2 separate regions of the Arachis hypogaea genome follow, and region 2 is linked to region 1. The links are chromatin contacts, called in public Hi-C maps. All regions are on one chromosome and are shown on one strand. The core of a region is the stretch at or near the end of the contact, and the rest is flanking DNA. Distances in the headings are between cores, read along the strand shown. Region 1 holds the start of LOC112783255. Region 2 holds the start of LOC112785644.

The links. A called contact is a pair of places that touch in the nucleus more often than the background predicts.
Region 2: a contact with region 1 is called in a Hi-C map of leaf, with 4 times the contacts expected there. The contact joins the promoter of LOC112785644 here to the promoter of LOC112783255 in region 1. A contact is called at or near these places in 4 of 8 Hi-C or Micro-C datasets (all in leaf).

Annotation. Positions count from the first base shown.
Region 1 is chr20:25,662,555-25,665,344 of arahy.Tifrunner.gnm2.J5K5, forward strand. It overlaps LOC112783255, which reads right to left and starts at 1,388. Exons shown (of 4, transcript XM_025826110.3): 1 at 1,137-1,388; 2 at 944-1,056; 3 at 605-860. The coding sequence starts at 1,206.
Region 2 is chr20:25,877,880-25,880,669 of arahy.Tifrunner.gnm2.J5K5, forward strand. It overlaps LOC112785644, which reads right to left and starts at 1,428. Exons shown (of 2, transcript XM_025829094.1): 1 at 1,132-1,428; 2 at 211-687. The coding sequence starts at 1,428. The coding sequence ends at 211.

The DNA.
Region 1 (2,790 bases), core at 138-2,637:
TTTCAGCTCTATTCCTATAGAAATTAATAATTAGTCATAACTATCAGAGAGGCAGGAAATGGGACCCAAGAGAACAATATTCTCCGGCGGCGAAGAACGGGGACGGAGATGGGGAGCAGGGAGGCATCCCCCGCCCTGCCCCGTTGACATCCCTAACGCCATTGATTTACATGAACCTTAATCAGTTTCTAGGCACTCTCTAATCCCATTGTTTCATTTTAAAAAAATTTCATGTTCTTACTCTTCTAAATAGGTCTCACAATAGAAAAAACACCATTTTAATCCTTAGATTTTTAGAAAGTATAATATTATGAACAAAGTTCAATTTATTTTACATGTAACTTGAAAGCTTCTAAATCTCAAGTTTGTCCGATTTTCTATCTAATTTTGAGTAAATATTTCATGGCATCAATAGAGTTAACTTTGGATAAAACAATGTTTACAAGGGTGAAAGGCTGAGAGCAGGATACCGGGAACAATTTGAGTACAAAATTGTTATGATTAACAACGATTTTAAACATGCACAATCAACAACTATTGCTATTGCATAAGTTGAATCAAGAGGATTAGGATGATTAAATTTGAGATGAGGCTTGAATAGTACTCAGAAGATGTTCAATTCTGTATTTCATAAGAGGCTGCCCTTTTCTGGTCTTCTTAAGCATTTTGTCACGCAGAGCTTTTCTCCTGGCTTGGGCTTCTTCTCTCTCTTCCTTCTTTGCCATCATGGCTGCTTCTCTTTCCATTCTTTCTCTCTCTTTCTCTTCATGCTTCTTCCTGTACAATTCTTCCAAACAATACTTTTTCTTCCGCCTCCTCTCACTATCGCACTTATCCTCTTTCATCTCAGCACTGCTATTCTGCACCATCAAATAGAAAATTGAAATTAATGGATTCAACTATTAGAATCTTGACCTATAACAGTTATGATATATCGAAGAACCTCAATCATCAGTTTCTGTGTCGAGAAACGATCGCTTTGCTCCGTTTGATGCTTTAACATCTTCTTAAACTTCTTTACATTCTTGGCATTCTTATAGAATTCTTTTTGCTTCTCTGAACAAACAAACAACACCTAAATCACACTGCTTCATCCTCTGTTACAATATAAAATTCAAGATTGAGAAGTGGCATACTTATGAGAGCAGGGTTGTAGTGGCTTTTATCAGATTTCAGGTTGACGGAATAATTCTTCCTCTTCCTCATCCTCTCGTTGACTCCCTCGTTCTTCTTCGTTGTGGTCTGTGGAATGGGAGAACAAACTGAAAAGCGGAAACCCTAATTTACAGAAGATCAATTTCTCTTGATCTATTGGATTGGGGTCCGATGCTAACATAAAGAGTACAAGACAAAAAGAAAAAGGCCAAGTATAATGCCGGTCGTGATACAACTGGGTCGGGTTTGACTCATTGGCCCAATACAGGTCCAAGATGGCAATGCCTTAAACTATTGTGATATGTGAACATTACAACGCCCAGTCCAAAAAAAATTACCACGCAAAAAATATTTTATCCTAATAGTCCTTCAAGAAAATGATATGAAATGAAACACATGTAAAATAACGAGTAAATGGTTAAATTAGTTTCTAAAAGATCATTCGGTTTTTAAATTGGATTCCGAATAATTTTTTGATCAAATTCATCTTTTAAAGATTTTAAATTAATCATATTAGTCCTTCCGTCACTTTATTTGTTGATGGTGTCAAAATTTGACACGTTAAGTGACACCCCAACACACATTTAGGAGTCTTAATTAACCATTAACATGATTAATTTATGAAATTAGATCAAATCAACCCAAAATTGAGAGATTCCAATACTTCAAGTCATAGTTGTTAGAACTGAACCGGTGATCGAACCGGTCAGACTACTGGGTCACTGGATCACTGGTTCAACCGGTGGGTCACGGGTTGAACCGGTTAATCCGGTCCCACTTGTTTACAATGGCCCCATGCAGGATCATTTGTTCCTCTGTTATTATTTTTTTGGGTTCTAATTGTTGGATCAGGAGTTGATCTTTGTTCCTAAGAAGTTAGTGTTTCTGATGGTGTATTTGATGAAGCCATCCTAAATTCCTAATCAACCAGGACTAAATGACTAAATGACTAATCAACAATCTAACAACAATAGATATTCAACAAACTGAACAGAAATCAAACATAAATCAACAACCAAGAAAGATCAAAATCAAACAGAAATCAAATAGAATAATCAACAATCTAAATTCTAACAGAAATCAAACAGAAATCAACATACATAATCACTAATCATTAATCAACAATCTAGAATAACTTAAAAAAATAAAAACTTAAAAATACATACCAGGAGGGACGAGCAGAGAAGACAGTTGACGAGCAGGAGGCGATGAGCAGAGAAGATCAGAAGCGAGACTGAGGGAGGCCGGAGGCGACGACTGACGAGCAGGAGGCAACGAACAGAGAAGATCAGAAGAGGGACTGAGGGAGACCGAAGGCGACGACTGACGAGCAAGAGGCGATGAGCAGAGAAGAGGGACTGAGGGAGACCGGAGGCGACGACTGACGAGCAGGAGGCGACGAGCAGTAGGCGACGAGCAGTAGGCGACGAGCAGTAGGCGACTTCAATCTTCGATGGAGGTGCTTCTGGGCTGTTGTGGGTGGCGCACTGTGACGGTTGTCTCCTGCGACGATGGTGAGCCGGGTGAGGTGGCTGAACGGGTCTCTCTCACACTCTCTGTCTCAGGTGGAAGGTGGTCTCTCATGGAGTCATGGCCAAAAGGTTTAGGATTTGGGAAGGGAAACAGGGAAAGGGG
Region 2 (2,790 bases), core at 178-2,677, 220 kb after region 1:
AATATATAATCTCAATCAAAGTAAGACAATAATATATAAAAGTTACCACTTACAGTTTTGTATCATGAAAATGTTATTCGACGTTTTTTTCTATTTTCAAAATCATCTATAATTGAATTTGTGTCGAAAATAGATGCTAATTCTTTTTCTATATAGATGACCAAATTGTCTGCAAGAAATTTATCAGCCATCTTATTTCGGAGTCTTGTCTTAACAATTTTCATTGCTGAAAAAGCTCTTTTTGTTGTACAATTCAGAAAGTGTACCAATGCCTTTCAAATGATTTGGTATATTATGCTGATAATGTTGCAACTGAGATTTCAAAATATTTAGCTCATTATAAGGAAAGTCAAGGGGATAAAATTTCTCTGCTAACTTGCTAATTTCTTCAATATTAAATGATTTGAAATTGTCATTAGGATCCAAAGCACAACTCAAAGTCAAAAGCTCTATTGTTTGCTCATTAAATCTACTATTCAACTCTTGTATTTGAGAGTCAATTGTTGCCAAGAATACATCTATTCGATAATGATGCTCAACTGTCATACTTGGTTGACGAGATCGACCTCTTCCAAAAAAATATTGTGCACTCATATTAGGGATTTCAATTTCATGCTTTTCACAAAAATCTTTAACATTTGCAAGAAAATTGCACCATCCACCATCTCTTAATTGTTGAAGAAGTAACTTTCATGTAGAAACAATATGATTGCATTAAGAATATCTTGAGATTGTTGTTGCAGTGCTTGGCAAAGAACATTAGTGATTCCTATAATCTCTTTCATCAAGTGCAAAGTGAAAACAAATTCTAATGACAATAATATTTTACTAACACCATAAGCCTCACCTCTTTGTGCATAAGTTGTCCCGTCTTCAATGATATTATTGAGAACAATGTTGGTAGCAGTAACTGCAAATAGAATTAAAGTGAGAGCTCCATCGAGTATCTCCAGCTCTTTGTAAAGTGCTTATTTGATTCGCACTTTTGCCTGTTTTTAATTCATTTTGAGCAACCAAGTTTGCATTTTCAATTGCTTGAACTTCTTGTAATTGATCATGTCTTTTTGAAGAAGCACTAACAATAGTGACAATAGAGTTTAATTGAGTAAAAAATTCATGAATTTGAAGTACCTCTCTTGAAGCTGCCACCAATGCTAATTGTAACCTATGAGCAAAACAATGTACATAGTATGCTTGTGGAAAATCTTTAAGAAACAAAGCTTGCAAACCATTCCACTCACCCCGCATGTTGCTAGTACTATCATACCCTTGATCCCTAATATTTTCAACTTGGATATTATAATGAGAAAGGACAGAAATCAATTCTTTCTTTAAAGTTGTTGCACAAGTATTAGTGACATGTACAAGATCAAAGAATCTCTCTTTAACAAAACCATCTAGAGTAACAAATCTTAAAACAATGGCCATTTTCTCCTTTTTAGATTCATTTCTAGCTTCATCAACAATAATACAAAATTTGGCATCTCCAATCTCTTCTCTAATTGAATTTCTCACCTTAGTAGCAAGAATATGTAGAATTTTTTTTGGACATCATTTGAAGTATATTTAGCATTTTTTGGAGCATTTTCCAAAACATTCTTTTTCACTCTTTCATTGTAAGATCCCAAAAATTTCAACATTTCCAAAAAGTTACCTCTGTTGCTTGAACTTTGGCTTTCATCATGTCCTCTGTATGCGCAACCTTGAAATGTCAACCATCTAATGCAATATATAGATGCTCCTAATCGAATTCGATTCTTTTCAATCTCTTCTGATGTTTGCTTATGAAGAAGTCTGTCGATATGTTGTGATTGTTTCATCAAATCATCACATGATTTCAGCGCCTTATGATGGAATGAGTTGGGACCTTTGCCAATGTGATTCAAAAGAGCACATTCTTTTTCACTATTTACTTTCTTCCAACTCCTGAAACCATTCTCAATAAAAGTATTTGAACCCGTATTGATTGAAGGTTCCTTAGCAAAAAGAAAGCATGGAAAACAATATATAGCATCATCTTCTATAGAATATTCTAACCAAGATTGGAACAATTTAAACCATGAAGCTTGAAAGCGACGATGAGTTTTATCACCAGAAAATGGATAATTATCAAGAATTGGTTGATTTGGCCCAACTTTAATATAAGCCCGATGGATTTTATCTCTTTTATTTGGAGGAAACTTCCAAATCATTGGTCGCATTCCAGGATCTCTTTCCAAACGAAAAACATCCAGTTGATTTGGAAGAAGTTGTGGACGCTTTGAGCTATTCAATGGAGAACTTGAAGTAATGAAATTTGATGACCCCTCAAGTATTGGAGTAGTAAGAGTAGAAGCATCTTCATTCTCTTGATCTTTTCTTTTAAAAAATGTATCAATGGTTTTGAACTTACTCATAATTCAAATGGCCAAATAAGTTCCTATAATTAAAAATATATTTAGTAAAAAGTATAAATTACAATCTAAATCTTTATAAAATATAAAAATTATATTTCAATTCAAAATAAGATATTAAAATTCAGAACAATAATACTAACATTGTAGTATAAATAATATAAAATTGTAATTAAATAGTTAACTAATAAAAAAACTAAATATACAAACTAACATATAATAACATAAACTTAATTAACAAATAATAATAAATTAAGTAAATAACTAAATATATAAAAAAACATAAAAAAATTAGACAAGACTAGCTAACAGAAAATAATAAAAAAATATAAAAGAAAATTACAATGCTAGATTAAATACAATTCATTTGTTCTATTTTTGTATGACTATGTCTCCT